Linked DNA regions of Mus musculus: regions 1, 3, 4, 5 and 6 are each linked to region 2. Evidence: chromatin contacts called from public HiChIP or PLAC-seq data. All regions are on one chromosome and are shown on one strand. Each heading gives the region's core, a stretch centred on a gene start, on an enhancer-like site or on the middle of the called end of the contact. The rest is flanking DNA. Distances are from core to core; before and after follow the strand shown.

Region 1 (2,700 bases), core at 100-2,599, 530 kb after region 2:
GAAACTCAGTTAGGCCTGACTGGATCAAACTGTGGGAGTCTGGCCCCAGGCGGGTTACTGTGAGCATATTTAAACACGGTGCTATTAGGAAACAGTTTCCAGGCAACAGTCATTCCAATTCTAGGTGCACACTTACGGGTGTGGCTACTTAGACATTCCTAGTTTCTCCAATGTTCGTCTGTAAGCATGGTGACCTCATGCCCCCTACGTTTCTGACAAGGAATATAGTGAAGTCTGTCTGAGCGCCCATAAAATTAAGTGACAGTTAGTCACGATCTGTGGTACTCTTTGTACGATTGAAAACAAAAATATTGACTTTAACATTTTTCATTCCTCTAACTTGTATTATTTTATTTTAACAGCTGCATTATAAGCCATTTTGCAAGGTTTTGGTCGGAAAGAAGCTTTGCAAATGTTCCTCCTGAGATTCAGAAAACCTGTCTCAGTATGCAGATTCAGTCCCTAGTGAGTATAGTCTGAGTGCTGTGCTTATGTGTGCATCAGAAAGTTTACCCAGTCTGCAGGACTCACAGTGAGTGGATGCAGAAATCGAATTTAATGTTTCGGCAAAAGCAAGACGGCACTCACAAAAACTCAGGACCAAACTGGAGATCCCCACCCTAAGATCTTGTTCTTCTGAAGCCACTCTCAGTGCTTACCTCACTAGTCTGGGGTTCAGTCAGACAGGCTGCCCTGCTCTGAGGTAGACGTTCATGAACATAAGGGCTCCAGAAATGGAGATGGTGCGTCGGTTCAGCAGTCCAGGGAAGCAGATCACCAGGGGGTTCAGAATGCCGTGTGGAGTGTCTCCACAGCACCGTTCCCAGGGGCTCAGCTATCCACCTGGTGGCAGGCAGGTTTACCTACGTTAGGTCACGTCCCTCATAGAAGAGATACGTTTGTATTTATTAGGATAGGTATTCACTCTGGACATGGATTTGCCTCCCTGTTTCTGCTAAAACTGTCATCTATGACTGTATACTCTGTCATCTTGGTGTTCTACACAGCACAACAATGACTAAGAAATTCACTCACAGAAATTTTAAAACCTGCAACAGGCTCATGCTTGTGTAACTCGCTGAGTCCATGAATTCCCCTATTGTCCTGAAACTACTAGTCTGATGGAACAGACCAGGACCTGTAGAAGATGAAGGACAGTGCCTGCCTGGTGGCAGTGCCCTCCCAGGCTGAGGCACTGTCTTCTAAGATGCAGTGTGTACCTAAATCAGCCTTGGATTTAAGGTGCTGTTTTTCTTGTAGTTGAAATTTCTATATCCAGAAATCAAGATGAGTCACTGGGGATGAGCAATGAGAATTGCTCCTGGTGACCCATTAGCAAAATTTTGCCTCCCTTTCAGGGCAACTTTGGGATCTGCTGATGTAGCGATCTTAGCACCAGAGAGAATGCATCCATCTGGGAGTAGACACAGCAAGGATTCCATTGACCTGGCAGCTGAGACAGCCTTGTTCTGGCTGGTTTGTACATCCACACATAAAGCAGAAGTGATAGGTTGAGCTTGACTGTTAAGGGGAGTCTGCATAGCAACTCTCCATTGTGTATGAGGAAAACCACATCTGGACATATTGCAATGTTACAACACACATGCAGCCTTAACACCCCTCTCCATGAGTGTTTGTCTGATGAGTAGTCAGATGTCTTAATTTTCACCTATGACCGTGTTGCCTTACCATCCAGGACAAGCTGGTACCAGTTTACTTTGTGCCTCCATATTTGTTAAGAGACCCTGAGAACTAAGTCTGTTTGAAGGGTAATGGGGATCACACAGTGTGAGAAACATGGAACTTGACATTTGCTTTCTCTTCCAAGAAAAGAGGTAGCATGTTGTATAGTGGTATGTGTCATTTTAAGAAGCAGCAGGACTTACTCTTCCCACTAGGGAACAAAGCACAGTCCACAGAGTTACATTCAGGTGCCAAGCTGACAGGGGTGGGACGTTGATCATACAGCATTGTAACATGTTTGTTCCCTGGCTTTGATAACGGTTACTTCTTAAATTTCCTTCTATGTCTATTTCCAGTTAGAATCACCACACAATCCAGGTCATGACCAAAACCAGCTTAGGGGGGGAACCCTTCCATACATCACTCCATCACAGTCAGGGCAGGAACCCAAGACAGGAGCTGATGCAGAGAGGTGTCATGGAGGAGAACTGCTTACTGGCTTGCTCCCTGTGGCCTGTTCAGCCTGCCTTCTTACAGCAGCAGGAAGAACTTCCAACCCAAAGGTGGCATTTCTCATACAAGTTGAGCTGGGCCCTCCCACACAGTTACCAATCAAGAAAGTATACCATAGGCATATCTGATCTGGGAATTTTCTCAATTAAGTTTTCCTTTTCCTTCTGTATTCTCTTGTGGCCTTCAAGCCATATCATCACTTATAAAGGCTGCTTAAGCCTCTCTGTCTGTCTGTCTGTCTGTCTGTCTTTCCCTCTCTATCTTCCTTCCCCCACTTTGTCTCTCTCCCTCTCCCCCTCCCTCTGTTCTTCCCTCTCTCACTTCCTTTTCCCCCTCTTCTCTCTCTCTCTTCTCTCTCTCTCTCTCTTCTCTCTCTCCTCTCTCTCTCTCTCTCTTCCCCCCTCCCCCCGCTTCTCTTTTTGTCTCATACACTCCTAATCAGCCCCGTCTCTCTGACTAAGCATGGGTAGTAACGTGAGACCATGTTACACAGAGGGTGAATGC
Region 2 (2,700 bases), core at 198-2,697:
CTCTTTGCCTGCTCCCCTTGCTCTCACTGGCAAGTCCATTTACCCTGATGCTGAGCTGTCATTGGTGTTGGAACCACTCCTTTGGAAGCAAACTGAAGGTCAGAAGCTCTCTAGGAATTCCCTGGGACACCAGCAGCAGATTGGAACTACTGAGACATCCAGCAAAGATACCAGATTCTTTGCCTTTCCATTGTTGGACAACCTGGACCACAGCATGCATGCCACTCTGATAAATAGCACATACACATATATACACATTCACATAAATACATACATTCACACATCTGCATACTCATTCTGTCAATTCTGTTCCTTAAAGAACCCTGACTAATAAAATCAGCATAGAGTTTTGTCATATTTTCTCCATCTGTGCCTTGTGGAAGATTATGAGGTAAATGTATTTTTCATGGGCAAAAGGTAAATTGGGGCTTTCTTGTAAAAAAAAGAACTATCAGAAAACACTACTTATAATTCTTCACTATTAATGCTAAAGTAAAAAAAATATTTGTGGTCTTTCACTGTGTTAACTAATCTAATGAATGGTAATAATACTAACTCCTTAGAAATTCTTTTACTATGTATGTATTTACACACATACACACACCTGTATACCATGTAAACAGATTGTAGCATGAAAATCACAGTTATGATATTCCAGGAGCTAGTAAAAATTATTGATTGAATAAACATGCCTATAGCTGGACACTCTCTCTGGTCTGGGCTAGGCTGCTCTAGTGGAGGTGGACTGTCGTCTAAGAATGTCAGAGCTGGGGTTGTCAAGTTCTGGCTATGGCATGACTCTCGATAGTGGGGTTACCTGAACAAGAGGGGCCAAAATTCCAGCATTGATGGGGTAGGGAATTTCCTGGCCCAGTCCCTTACTGAGGCCCTGGCAGAGCGTAGTTGCCAGGCCAGGAGGGATCATTCTTTTTGGAGATGCAACCGGTGTTAAGAGTCCGATGCATAATCCAGTGGATCACTCCACACCCACGCAATATAGACTTAGTGGGTTACTAAAAGACGCGAAATTGGGATAGCTTTTTGACTGCCTTATTCACCACCGTTATTCGCTCAGTCCCTAAAAACTGGTTTATATCACAACTAAATAAATGATCAACATACATTGCAGCTGGTCTCTACTATAAGATCCTCAAGAACCAGTGGTTAAACTTTTTGTTTTTCGTTGAGAAAAGTAAAACCGGACTCAACCAAGTGCCTTTTACCCGAGAAGTGTCCAGCGTGTTGAGACCACAGTGTGAGGCCGAGAGAGAACGCTAAGGACCGGGCGACGGGACGAGGAATCCCGGGCGCCTTTTTAGTCCTGGGGCTCGCTAACTCAGCAAAGGACCACCGAGCCCTCTCTGCTGCACTCTTCCTTTCCGACCGCCCCGCCTTGAAAAACCACGCCTCTTGCGCAGGCGCCGAGGGCTTCGGAATGCGCATGAGCAATTCAAAGCAGCGCGGGAAGAATCGCGCATGCGCGCCTGGCGGCCCGGCTCAGTGGGACGCTCCTGAGGGAAGCGACCGCGGACGTCCTAACTTCTGTGAACCGTGAGTTTCTGACAGTTTTCCCCCCTGCCGTGGACGGTGAGGGACCGGGGACGAGTTCTTGATCGTGACTTAGGTCGTGTCGCCCTGCGGGCATCCCGCGGCGGGAAGAGGTGCGCCTGCGCACTGAGCTTCCCGTTGGCACTGGCGGACAGTCCGCCCTACGCACTCGCCCAGGGCGGCCCATTCATTCATTTATCCTTCTGTTGGCACCCTGCTGCCCTCGGTCGGCTCCAGTCGAGTGGAGTGTCACGCCCTGGCGAGCGACTTCCTCCCGGGCAAACCGCAGTCCTTCCCCGCAGCCTCCCGGGGATCCCTAGCCGGCTGCAGCCCGCTCCACCTGTCCCCCGCGGGAGTGCTCGCCGCAGGCCAGTGGCAGCGACGCCGCTCCGGCTGGGATTTGGACATATGGTGCGGGTTTTAGTGCTACCTCCTGAAGGGCAGGTGGTTTGGTGCGTGCCTGCTTGGGTGAGCTACTTCGCCCTTCTCACCGTGTTGTGATTTTCACAGCTGCTGCTCTCGCCTGTGCACATGACCCCGTAGCCCGCTCTTTGCATCCCAGTCGTGCGTAGTGGAAGCCTCTTTGGGGACTCAGATGGAGGAGCCAATGGCGTTTTCTTCCCTTCGTGGCAGTGACAGGTGTCCGGCTGATGACTCTTTAAAAAAATATGAGCAGAGTGTTAAACTTTCAGGTATGTGCTCAATGCCACGGTCACACGGTTCTGAAGTCGCACGGGCAGCCAGTCTGCATCTTCTAATTCGAGGAAAGGGGAAAAAAGAAATGTAATTAAATTACACTCCCAGAAATAAACAGAAAAACCACACACACACCTGACTAGTAAACTGAGTTGTATGTTTAAATTTCACATGTCAACATAATATCATGAAGTCTAGATTTAGGATTGGATCGCGTTTTAAGAGGTGTGGAATCCAGTTTTCATTTTAGAGGACGTCGGTTGGGTCCAAATATTAGTGGCTTTTTAGGAAAGCATGTTTGTTGACACCTGACTTTTTTCTTCCACACCCACTGTAGCCTTACTGTGTAAAGTTTGGTTTTAGGAATTGGTGGGGAAGGGATTAAGGATTCATAAACAAAATTCACAGGCAGAAACAAGTGGAATGTTTGTAACGGATACTTTTTTCTTCGTAAAG
Region 3 (2,700 bases), core at 48-2,547, 630 kb after region 2:
ACTAACGTTTACCTTCATACATATGCATGTGCCTGATGCCCATTGTGGGCCAGAACAGGGCCTGGGTTTTGAGAAATGAACCCAGGTCCTCCGCAAGAACAAGTGCTCTTAACCACTGAACCATCTCTCTAGCCCCTTATGCCCCTTGTGAGCGAGGGTCTCTCTCTCTCTCTCCATAGCCCAAGCTGTCCTGGAAATTTACCATGTAAACCAGGCCAGCCTCAAAATCAGAGACCCCTCTGCCTTTGCCTCCCAAAAGTACTAGGATTGAAAGTCACCACCACCATCATCATTATCATCTAATCTACTTTCCTGATTTTTTGATATTTACAAGTCAAAAAAGAAGAAGCAGAATTTAGTTAAGATAAATAACATGAGTGACCACAAAGTAAAGATACTCTATGCCCTTCCCATATATTTAAAGGTGTTTTCGGAGAAGTACTTACACATCTTTTTATTATGCTCTGAAGTTCCTCCACAGCCATTCCTAATTATTTTCCTAATTTTGATGCTGTAATGAACTAATACAAAAAAACCCAGTTAATTGTGTGATACCATGTAAATTATGTTTCATAAACCGTTTCATTCTGAATTATTAGACAACAAACACAATGTAAAGTTTTATAGGTTAACTGCTATTACTGAACGTTACTGTGTTAGCCTAATGAAGCATTTTTAAAAGCCCCTGATATAATGCCTAAAGAAAGTAATTTTTAAAGAATGACGAGTAAAAAAATAAAAAGAGCCCTAGAAAGAACTACTAGAAAAGCCTTTGTTTAAAAGGAAAACAAAAATCCAAATTGTGGACCTGGAATGAAAAATCTAATCATTAAGTAATTTTTTTAAATGTCCCATTGACAAAAACTGGAATCCAACATAATTAAGTCACCCAAAGAAGTTGAAGATTCCGATGCCGCCCACCCCATTCTCCACAGGATCTCCCTCCTCACATAAACAATCGTCAGTGAGATCACCGAGTATCACGAAAAGGAGGCCAGCAGCGAAGGTCCTTGCCCCGCAGGCGCGAACAGGAAAATCACACCCTACCGCGCCTGGCTGAGGCGAAGGGAGGCCATTTCTCCCTGCTCCTGCAGGGCAGGGTGTCCAGGCTCCAGCACCTCCAGAGGCCGAGCAGGAGAGCCGCGTGCGGCGCAGGTCCTGTTCGGCGAGCCCGATCCGCCCGACCCAGCATGTCTACCTACCCGCCGATCCACGCGCCTGCCTCTTGCCCTCCTCCTCCTTCTCCACTTCAGGTAGCGCAGGCCGCACTCCTGGCCCCGCCCCCGGACCGGACCCTCCCCCTCCGCCGCTCGCCCCGCCCCGCCCTGGGCCCGCCCCCTCCGCCGCTCGCCCCGCCCTCCCTGGGCCCGCCCCCAGCCCGGTTCCGGGCGAAGCGTGAGGAGGTAGATGTGCTGTCCCGACCCCCTCTTCTGACCGCATTTCCCCATGGCTGACTCTGCCGTACCTTGCTCTCTAGGCCCAAGTACCCGGGCTTCCAGCACCCACCGAGATGCTACCGGTACGAACAAGAGCCACCGTCCCAGGCTGGGACCCTGAGACCTTGGTTTGAGTACCACGCACGCGCGGGCCTCTTTCTGAGGCTGCGCCGGGGAGAGCGAGAACTCCGGGTGGATGAGGCCCAGAGCTTCCCAACGCAGGCTGTCCTAGTGCCTTCGGGGGAGGAATCCCACACTCTTACACAGGGGTTTTAGGATCTACCCGTACGTGGGAACAAGTGGCCAAGGCAGGTGGTGGTCAGTTGCCTTGAACCTTGGATTGCTTTGATATCTGGTCTCTGAGGTCTCAGACTCCTCTCTTTAGGCAAGGGAACAAACATTTGGGAGACTGAGCAATGTTTATTCTAAAGGAACCCAGTTTAGAGAGTGTTTTAAAAGCACTTGATTAAAGCGCATCCGATGAGAAAGAGTCCTCGAAGAGACTGCCGTCATGAAAATGTAAAATGTAATTAATTTACAGAAACAATTGAATTTGCTTCCTGTTTAGCCCCCCCTTTTGTTTTTGTTTTTCTGGGGGGGGGGTTGTTTTTCTTTTTTTGTACACATCGAAGTTGGAAATGAGATGTGTGAGAGAAAAGGAAATGGTGCCTACAGTGTGATATTTGGGGACTACTCTGCTACATCAAATGCATTGGCACTTGACTTTTCTCTCTTCAATTGTAGGTACTAAACAGACCCGAGCCCTGAAACGAGGAGATGCATCTAAAAGGTAGAACCACGTGGGCATCTGCATTTCACTTTGCTTTTATCTCATTAATTCAATCTGATTTGGTTTTTTTTTTCTTTTCTTTTTTTTTTTCTTTTCTTTTTTTTTTTTTTTTTTTTCTTTTTTCTTTTTGGTTTTGGTTTTTTTGTTTTGATGTTCTGTTTTCTGATCTTGCAATCTGGGAATTGAACTTAAAGACTTTGTACATTCTAATGAAGCTCTTTGTCTAATTTACCGAGCTATACTCCAGCCCAAATAGTTTAAAAGCATAGTGCATACCTTTCTTGAGAAAATACTGAAGACTCAGGAAGCACTGTCGATTCTCACGTAAGACTGCTCTGTCCTTCAGCTGTAGGAAAACCAATGTGGAGGCTTAGGCTGTTGGAAACTATCATGAACACCTGTAGAAAGTTCTGGGGACATAGTTCCTGAATTAACCAATCTTTCCCATTTCTTCAGGTACACTATTACTGTTGT
Region 4 (2,700 bases), core at 94-2,593, 760 kb after region 2:
TAGTTCCAGGCAAACGAATTAAGGGCCAGCCTGGAGCTAAGGGACTTAGAAGGAGGCAGAGGACACTTTGGGCAAGGTGTCCAGCACAAAAGCTGGATGCCTCCCCTGAACCCTGTTCCCTTAGGAGCCAGATCCCTAGGCCGACCCTCTGCATCCCTTGTGCGGGCTTCCCTCCGTGCTGCGACTCCAGAACTCTGCCACAAGACCTCGAATCAAGGCTTACCTGGAGACACGGAGGGAGAAGGGGGCCTCCAAAAGTCCTCGAACTCGGAGCAGGGGTCACAAACGCTGCCTTCGCAGCTGTTGGGGGACGCGGAGGCCCTGTCGGGAGCCTCGGTAAGCTGAGAGTCGGGGGACAAACGCTCTCGGGGCTCCATTTTCGACTCGCCTGCACTCACAGCGCCGCCCTCTGCGGAAAAGATTCAGGAGAGAAATAAACCTAAACCTGGCCGAACTGAAGTGGTTCCACCGTGGCGCCCGTGTCCTCCTCTGTCCACTCTGACCCAACCGGGAGCCCTCCCTCCCGAATTCAAGAGCCGACTGCGAGCGCCAGGGGCATCTCTGGCAAGCTCAGCAAATCTGAGCACCGGGAAACAAAAACAAAAACAAAAAAGCACCCGAGGGGCGTTAGGATAGCCTCCCCCGATTCCTAGGAAACGAGGTGGCTTGGAGCAGAGTCGGTGTCCTCGGCAGCTGCCCTACCCGGCCTCTGCGCGCTTCGCACCTGCTCTGCCCGGCGCAGGCACGGTCTCCAGGCGCAGGGAGTAGTCCGGCCCCGGAGAACGCGGCTGGTGATAGCTGTGCGCCTTCTTGCTCTTGACCAGGAATGAGCGCGGCATGGTGGTCAGCCGCTGGACGAATGTTTGGACCCTCGGATACTCTGAGTTCTGAGAGAAGGGGGAAAATTGGGTGGAAACGAGGGTCAGCACCGATGGCGGTTGTGGTAGGTTCCCAGGCCAAGGAAGAGTGTGGGCCAGGGAGGAGAGAGGGAAGCCGCGGGAGGAGGGGCCTGGACCCAGGCGCCACGCTCACCAGGTGGCACTCGGACAGGTGGCACGAATCCCGGCCTCCGCCGCCACTGCAACAGCTCAGTGGTAAAACCTGTCCCCAGGCTCTGGCTCTGGTCCCTTTGCTCTGCCCTGCCCACGCCTCAGCCCCTCCCCTTCCCTACCAAAGCTAGATCATCACTCTCCTGAGAGCAGTAGTCCACAACTGGTCCGTTATCCCAAGTCAACCCTGCAAGCCCACCTGCTCCCTTCTGGGTTGTGGCTCACGCCAGGGATGCGTGGCTTAGTTTAGCCAGTCAGGGGGCATCAGTGTTTGGGACCCGGAAGGGGCTTGGAGCCAAAACCTCCAGGAGCCCCGCGACGAACAGAAGCGAAAGAGGGGCGTACTAGGGACTGGTTTGCCTAGGGACTATGTGCTGCAGTGGCTGGAGCAGAAGTCAGGAAGCCAGAGGCACAGGAAAGTGAGGTGGGAGTGGCAAAGGACCAACACTTGTCCCAGGAGAAACGCCCACTGGAATAGTGGTGTGGCACCGGCCAGGACGGCGACCACTGAGAAACATTCCAGACCTGTAGGCCTTGCTTCAGAAACTAAGTCCCAGAAAGAATTATTTTCTGATCTGCTCACCAAAAATCTTGTCCTAGGGAAGTTGAGTTTAAACTGCGTGCTTACTGGCAAACACGCGGTGCCCAAATTTAATGAGTGCCAACGACTTCGCGGGCCAGCAAGATGAAACCGGAGCGCGCACGAGTGAGCAGTGGCCAGAAGGCCTGGCCAGGAGGCCAGGGTCCCTGAGCATGACCGAGAGCTGGCGTCGCTCTCTTTAACCCCCAATCAGTTCACCTAATCTCGGGTCGAAACCTGAGCCCTGCAGGAGGCGGGGCTGAGACTGCGTCCCAGCTCCTGGCCCGCTCCGGGGGCGACCCTAGGGAGGCCTAGGGTGAAACGAATCCGCCTGCCTCCAAGGTCCAAGGCAATAGAGGCTGAACGGCGGCGGCGGGCTCAAAGACTGGGGCACAGGCCGGCGCACGCCCCGGGTCTTTGGGCTTCGTGCAGTTCAGACTGAGGAACCCGAGCCTCTTCGCCACCCCCCCCCAGGAGCGCGTACAGAACACACCCTGTTGTACCCACTTAAAAGGAGCCCAAGGACTCCTGCTTCAGATTCCCAGTCATAATGTATAGTCACACGCCTTGGTCGGGTTTGGCTCCCAGAACCCAGGCTCCGGCGCTTTAATTTTCCCGCACTCCCTGTCTGTACAGCCAGACGCTCCAACCAGAGGACAATTCTTAAAGCAAGCATGAAGAGCAAGAAAACAGGGCAAGAGTTCTGGAGGCCTCGATGAGGTTCGGTCCTGCGATAGCCAAGAACGGGACCCGTGGGAAGCAGGGCTGTCTGGTCCCGCGCTGGGTCTGCGCGTCAGCACCACGCGGGACAGGGTAGACACAGAGGTGGCGTCCTCGCCCAGGCCACAAACCTACGCTTCGGAGGGCTTTGCTGGGTTCCGGGTAGGAGGGGTAAGGGGATGGCAAGGAGGCCCAGCGCGTGGGAAGGCAACCTCGTGCTGCAGCTGGCGTCCAGGGGGCGGGGCGGCACGCTCCTGGCACAGCGGCCCGCCAGGCTTCCCCTGGTCATCTGAGGCTGGAAATTCGGGAGCTGAAGGCAAGGCGCTCAGAAGGAGGCCTCCAGAAGCCCGC
Region 5 (2,700 bases), core at 20-2,519, 900 kb after region 2:
AGAAGGCCCAACAGAACCTAATGCCAGAAATTTTTAAAAAATAATCAACCAGAAATAGTGGCAATATACTGCAAGGAGGTCGACGGCAGGAGTACGGGGACAGCCTGGGCTACATAGCAAAACTCTGACCCAGAAAGAAAACCAAACAAAAAAAAAACAGCAATTCCACTCCTCCGAGGTATATATCCCAACCTAGTAATTTGTTGGTTTGTGTTGGTTCACTTAAAAATCATTACCTGAAAACTTAAAATTGTGATCTTTCTACTCCAGATAGGCTTGAATAAATTTTCTAAGATTTCCTTGACACAAACTTCTCATAGAAGGTGAGCATTTTCTATCTTACAGGAAGCAAAGTTCTGGAACACTGAGAAATTATTACTAATAAAATTTAAAACACACACACCAAAAAAAAAAAAAAAAAAAAAAACACCGCGCAAAGATTAAAAACTACCAACAGACCATGTTTCTCTAACTTCAGGAAGCTCTGGAATTCATTCTCTCGGCGGAGAAAGGTTTATTATTCTCCAAAGAAAACCGCTTGTTGCTCTTCAAAATCCCCTCCAGCAGAAACGGGACTGCGAGGGAACCGGTCCAGAACTTTTGCTTCGCTCTTTGGTGAAAAGACCTAAGGTCGGAGTCACCAGCGCAGGCGCCACCACCGCAAGCCAACCCACCGGAAACCCGCGGTTAATCTCAGGCTAGCCCCGTTAGGCGATGGGCAACCGGGTGCACAGGAGCTCCGTGCGCCGTCGCTCTGCACACCTGGCTCGCCCATCACCTGCCGGCAGCCGCCGCAGGCCGAATGGAGACGCCAACTTTCCGAGCAGGGCGCGGCGGACCGCCGTGTCCTCGAGGACGGGCCCCGAGGCCGCCCGGGCCAGGCGAGAGCGGGGAACGCAGGCCCCGGCGGGCTCGCGCCGCAAACTCGGCGGCGGCCCGGGTGGGCGGCGCGGCCCTCGGCGGCGCCCGCGCCCTCCCTCGCCGCAGCCCGGCCTGGCGCGGCGCCCCTCACCTTGGAAACCTGGGGTGGACTCCGCCGTCAACATGAACTTCCCATGCAGCCGGCGGCCGTGCCGCCGCCGCCTCCAAGCGCCTCGGCCCGGCTCGGCCTCCGCGGCCGCGTTCCCCGCGTGACCCGGCGCACGCCTCCTGCTCAGGAACCCGGAGCTGCCCGCGACCCTCCACCGTACCGCCGACGACTCGGGAGAACCCCGCGCAGCCCCACGCCCGCCAGCTCCGCCCGGCTCTGGTCGGGCCGCTTCACGAAAGCCCAGGGCGCAGGCGCGGCGAGGGCCTTAAAGAGCCCCGGCCGGCCTCTACGGCATAATGGGTTCGAGCAGGTTAGGGCCCCGGCCGCGCTGGCGAAGCCGAAGCAGAAGCCGAAGGGATTGGACCGAGAGGAACGGAGGCGGGGAGATCCCTCTCGGTCCTCCGCCCCTCTTCCCAAGCGCCCAGCCCTCGGCCATGCAAACTGCTGACTTCCCAGTCTCTCGAGCCGCCCCTGGCCAGTCAGGGAAGCACAAGACACGCCCCCTCGGAGCCCCCCGGGCGAGCATCCGCGCAGGCCTGGGGCGCGCACAGCGACGCGCAGCTTTGCGAGGGCTGCCCGGAGTCTCACTCCCAAAAACATAATATTAATCAAATGGCACTCGCGGTGGTAAAACAGGTCTTCCACTAATCCTCTAGAATAAACCGTGGGTTTTTTCGGAGTCCGGCAGAGGGTGGGCAATTATCCAACACCAACCAAGAAATTCTTAGAAGGAAATTACTTAGTTTGGGACAAAAACAGCCTATTCATTTGGGTCCTGTCAAAGGAATTGCAGGCAACAAAAAAAAAAAATAATAAAGGCAATATAAATCATTTTTGTTATATACTTGAAAGTGACCAAAAGGATAGTAATTACCATCAAGCAGTCAGAAAAGCTCTAAAATTGTTTACTAATATGATACCACTGGCTTTTACATTTAGATTTGTAAGACCTGTCCAGAAAAAGTTCCACTATCACAAGCACTTCTAGAAAAGACTATTTTTCAACAAGATTAGGATAAGAAATGGGAAGTAAAACCATGTCCTCCACCCAGCTTTGAAATTTTCAAAATAGTCTGAGGCAATTTTTTTTTTTTTTGCATAACTTAGGTCGGGTTATTAATGGCAATGTAACAACTTCATTGTACCAGGCAGTCTTGGCGCATGCCTTTGATCCCTGCACTTGAGTGACAGAAGCAAGCAGATCTCAGAGTTCAGGGCCAACCTGGTCTACAGAGTTTCAGGAGAGCCAAGGCAACACCACCCTGACTCAAAAAACAAACAAAAAACTTCATCATAATTTAATGTATCTACCCCATAGCAAAAGAAAAAAAAGTATAATGTACCTTTCCAATTTATCTGCAAATTCTTTGCTTTTATCTGCTAAAGTTTCCTTGAATCTCTCTCATCTCCTTCATCAGCAACCACCTTAGTTAAAATTACCCTGACCTGCAGATAGTGTAAGGACACTGACCTAGCCTATTTTATCCACATCCCCTCCTACCCTTCTCCAAATCTCAAACCACAAGAAGAATTTTTGTTCAAATACTGTACCATGTGACCTTGTTGCTGTTCAGTATCCCATTCTTTTGGGGAAAAAAAAATTACCCTAACCAAGCCCTCCAGGGCCAGGCACCTTGCCTACCTCTCCAGCTCCCCTCTCTGCTCAGACC
Region 6 (2,700 bases), core at 72-2,571, 650 kb after region 2:
ATTCTAAAGCTCTTCCAGGCAGCTGGGCTGGTCTCTGCTTCTTCCAGGCAGCTGTTCTGGTCTGCCATAGCATAGCATTCATTTCAGCTTGGTTTGTTTGAGAGTGACTCTCTTCCAGGCTTCATTATTTACCTTTAAGCAGGGAGAGACCTGGTGAATCTGGTCAGTTTCAGGGACTTCTGTTTTGAGCTGTTGATCATCTAGTTTGAGAAGTTCGCTACAGGATGGAATGTTTCTCTCAGAGGAAACTGCTACATTGCTACTACTGATCCTCCTGCCTCCATCGCCCACTACCTGGTTAATGTGGTGCTGGCAATGGAGTATGCTAGGGAAGCTGTGCCAACGGAACTACATCTCCAGCCCTGTATTTGCCTTTTCAGTGTTCATGGTGGTCAAACAATGTATACCCACATTGTTCAGGGCTAAGTTAATCAGTGCAGGGGCTGAAGAGGTGGTTCAGTGGTTAGGAGCACATTGCTGCTCTTGCAGAGGATCCTGGTTTACATCCTAATGACTACATGTAACTCCCAGCTGTCTGTAGATGTCTGACCTCCTCTTCTGACTTCTCCAGGCACACACTCAGGACACAGATATTTATGTAACCAAAACACCTTTTTAAAAAGCCAGGCGTGGTGACACCTTTCCTCCCAGCACTGGGCCTTTATGAGTTCAAGGCCTTCAAAACCAAAACGAACACAGTTTAACATCATGGCTGTCTCAGAAGTTAGGGTGACCAGATGAGAATTACAATATAGTCTCTGTCTGAAGAGCTGGTGGATCAGTTAAGAACCCAGCTTAAGCATGTGTAAAGTAAAACACGTAGATAACAGTTCTGACAATAAAGAAAACCTGACAACCATGTTGACTGGAGCTCACAGTGACTACAATTTAGGGAGCAGAGTGATTTTACCTTTGTCAAGGGAAGCGGTACTGTGTGCATGGAATTTGAACTTAGTTTTGAAAATGAGTAAATTTTAAGTAAAAAACAAAACCACCAAATCCAGATTTTTGTGCATGTATTTTACAGTACTTTGTCCCCTTTTTCGTTTGTTTCCTTAAGGAAGAAAAAAGAAATCTTCATCTGAAATACTCCTTTAATTATATTTGTTATGCAGTACAGCTGTAGTAAACTCAAGCAAGCTGGGTCAGTTGCCTTCAGTTTCTTCTCTCTGTGTTTTTGTTCCAGGCCTCCTGACTTTCAGCTGCTGAAGAAAGGACAAAGGTTCGTTCCAGTCAGTTTCACTGACCTGAGTGGGCCAGGTGGTGTGATCGCCTGGACTTCCTGTGCTTGTGTGCTACAAAGAAACGTGTGACACGTTCACCATTTTCCTTTGTGAGGGAAAGATGATTTGTTTGATCTGTCTGATTTATCGTGCAGCTGTCCCACTGGGGAAGTCTAATTGAAGCTGTTGAAATAGACACAAACATAGCCTCTCTCTCAGACACCACTCCTTTGTTGGTGAGGTCGTGCCAATTGTATTTGGAGAAAGGGTTTTATGGTCTTGTTTTATATGATTTTAAGATATTAATGTGTTGATCATTTGAAAGAATATCTTACATATCAATATGAAGCGCAGACTATAGATTTTTGGTTTTTGGTTTTGCCAGTCCCACCTCACAGCTCTTCATGGTGGTGTTTGCTCAGCTCCAGCCGTCTCTCAGGACAGGTCCTTTCACTCTCAGATCACATGTCCCTGGTTGCTAATCACTGCCTTAGTCACAGGGTATTGAGTACAAATAAGAGATCCTTGTTTATTGATGGACACCTTTCTGGCTTTAACCTAGTATAAAACGTCATTGCTTTAAACCTCAAGAGACAGAATGGGATATAAAGACTATGAAAGTTTCTTTCAGCTTTTCATTTATTTTTTTATATGTGTTGCCTGCATGTATGTCGATTTGCTATATGCTTGTCCAGCGGGCACAGGGAGGTCAGAAGATGGTGTTGAATCCCTGGAAGTGAAGTTAAGGGCAGTTGTGAACCACCTGGGTGCTGGGAATTGAATCCAGGTCCTCTGGGAGGGCAAGTGATCTTAACTGCGGAGCTGTCTTTCTAGCCTGTAATCTAGTTTCTTAAAGTTAAACTTTCTTTTCTTCTTATCCAAAAGTTACTTGCCTGATGATGTAGGTTAGAGTCTGGTTAAAAAAAATATATGTGATCCTGGAATTTTGGAAATTTTGATGAGTTTCTGTGTCCCACTAGGACTTGTTTTCAGCTCTTTGCTGTCTAGCTTGGCCTTCACTCCTTCCCACCATGTGCTTCTAGACTAGGCCTCAAACTCTGAGTGCTCATGGGTGCTTGTTTGTCTCAACATGAGCTGGAGGAACTTCTGCTTTGCCTTTGCTCCTTCAGAATTCTTAATGTGATTGAAACTGAATCTGAAAATCAAAATGTGCAACCATGGGACAGCTGTTATCTTATTGTTTGCATTCATGAGCGCTCAGATTTAAATATCTCTCATTGAACTATGTTGATGTGCCAACTTCATTTTTCGTTATGACTTTTGTATTTTTTCATTACATGAAAATTTCTGTATAATGGTCAGCCAGAACAAGAAAATATTAACTATTTTTTCAAGCAAAACTCAAAATTGTTGAGTAGGATAGAGTCTTTAGAGGGTTATGGTGTTTGCTATACTGCTTTAAGAATTGTAAAATGTTAGGAAAAGGCAAAGGAAAGCTGGAAAAGAATTCTGTCAA

What was found. HiChIP or PLAC-seq counts read pairs in DNA pulled down with a chosen protein or histone mark.
Region 1: a contact with region 2 is called in an H3K27ac HiChIP or PLAC-seq map of the NIH/3T3 cell line, with 6 times the contacts expected there. The contact joins the enhancer-like site here to the promoter of Cdc7 in region 2. A contact is called at or near these places in 10 of 39 promoter capture datasets (the 3T3-L1 cell line, 3T3-L1-derived adipocytes, the C10 cell line and 5 more), 1 of 15 datasets of contacts at CTCF or cohesin (large pre-B cells), 2 of 484 Hi-C or Micro-C datasets (CD4 T cells and cerebellar granule neurons), 14 of 115 datasets of contacts at active chromatin or transcription factors (the NIH/3T3 cell line, acute myeloid leukemia, bone marrow-derived macrophages and 7 more) and 1 of 9 other capture datasets (embryonic stem cells).
Region 3: an H3K27ac HiChIP or PLAC-seq map of embryonic stem cells shows a contact between it and region 2, with 3 times the contacts expected there. The contact joins the promoter of Glmn here to the promoter of Cdc7 in region 2. A contact is called at or near these places in 13 of 39 promoter capture datasets (the 3T3-L1 cell line, 3T3-L1-derived adipocytes, the C10 cell line and 6 more), 5 of 484 Hi-C or Micro-C datasets (adipose-derived mesenchymal stem cells, cortical neurons, embryonic stem cells and 1 more), 13 of 115 datasets of contacts at active chromatin or transcription factors (the 230-238 cell line, the NIH/3T3 cell line, the SCID.adh cell line and 8 more) and 2 of 9 other capture datasets (adipose tissue and embryonic stem cells).
Region 4: a contact with region 2 is called in an H3K27ac HiChIP or PLAC-seq map of double positive thymocytes, with 7 times the contacts expected there. The contact joins the promoter of Gfi1 here to the promoter of Cdc7 in region 2. A contact is called at or near these places in 2 of 39 promoter capture datasets (embryonic stem cells and pre-B cells), 4 of 115 datasets of contacts at active chromatin or transcription factors (double positive thymocytes, embryonic stem cells, large pre-B cells and 1 more) and 1 of 9 other capture datasets (embryonic stem cells).
Region 5: a contact with region 2 is called in an H3K27ac HiChIP or PLAC-seq map of extraembryonic endoderm stem cells, with 4 times the contacts expected there. The contact joins the promoter of Evi5 here to the promoter of Cdc7 in region 2. A contact is called at or near these places in 2 of 39 promoter capture datasets (the C10 cell line and pre-B cells), 3 of 115 datasets of contacts at active chromatin or transcription factors (T-cell acute lymphoblastic leukemia, extraembryonic endoderm stem cells and large pre-B cells) and 1 of 9 other capture datasets (embryonic stem cells).
Region 6: a contact with region 2 is called in an H3K27ac HiChIP or PLAC-seq map of T-cell acute lymphoblastic leukemia, with 8 times the contacts expected there. The contact joins the enhancer-like site here to the promoter of Cdc7 in region 2. A contact is called at or near these places in 15 of 39 promoter capture datasets (the 3T3-L1 cell line, 3T3-L1-derived adipocytes, the C10 cell line and 8 more), 1 of 15 datasets of contacts at CTCF or cohesin (the NIH/3T3 cell line), 3 of 484 Hi-C or Micro-C datasets (adipose-derived mesenchymal stem cells, cortical neurons and muscle stem cells) and 10 of 115 datasets of contacts at active chromatin or transcription factors (the NIH/3T3 cell line, T-cell acute lymphoblastic leukemia, bone marrow-derived macrophages and 6 more).

The regions. Positions count from the first base shown.
Region 1 is chr5:107,491,117-107,493,816 of GRCm38.p6, forward strand. Btbd8 (BTB (POZ) domain containing 8) reads left to right here. Exons shown (of 18, transcript NM_001378266.2): 9 at 363-465. Among named protein-coding and RNA genes, the nearest start is that of Gm33885, 21 kb to the left of the region's middle. Within about 2 kb of position 1,350, at least 11 of the 459 cell types and tissues checked have an H3K27ac peak or open chromatin away from gene starts, as enhancers often do. A contact at or near this core is called in the NIH/3T3 cell line, where this site is marked.
Region 2 is chr5:106,962,875-106,965,574 of GRCm38.p6, forward strand. Cdc7 (cell division cycle 7 (S. cerevisiae)) reads left to right here and starts at 1,448. Exons shown (of 12, transcript NM_009863.3): 1 at 1,448-1,551; 2 at 2,059-2,240. The coding sequence starts at 2,144.
Region 3 is chr5:107,596,342-107,599,041 of GRCm38.p6, forward strand. It overlaps Glmn (glomulin, FKBP associated protein), which reads right to left and starts at 1,298. Exons shown (of 19, transcript NM_133248.2): 1 at 1,203-1,298; 2 at 447-521. The coding sequence starts at 485. It overlaps Rpap2 (RNA polymerase II associated protein 2), which reads left to right and starts at 1,355. Exons shown (of 13, transcript NM_144911.3): 1 at 1,355-1,519; 2 at 2,181-2,226. The coding sequence starts at 1,447.
Region 4 is chr5:107,723,000-107,725,699 of GRCm38.p6, forward strand. It overlaps Gfi1 (growth factor independent 1 transcription repressor), which reads right to left and starts at 1,344. Exons shown (of 6, transcript NM_010278.2): 1 at 725-1,344; 2 at 224-409. The coding sequence starts at 839. RefSeq lists a promoter at 975-1,363.
Region 5 is chr5:107,867,779-107,870,478 of GRCm38.p6, forward strand. Evi5 (ecotropic viral integration site 5) reads right to left here and starts at 1,270. Exons shown (of 20, transcript NM_001378824.1): 1 at 1,013-1,270.
Region 6 is chr5:107,616,955-107,619,654 of GRCm38.p6, forward strand. Rpap2 (RNA polymerase II associated protein 2) reads left to right here. Exons shown (of 13, transcript NM_144911.3): 7 at 1,187-1,222. Among named protein-coding and RNA genes, the nearest start is that of A930041C12Rik, 16 kb to the right of the region's middle. Within about 2 kb of position 1,322, at least 7 of the 459 cell types and tissues checked have an H3K27ac peak or open chromatin away from gene starts, as enhancers often do. A contact at or near this core is called in T-cell acute lymphoblastic leukemia, where this site is marked.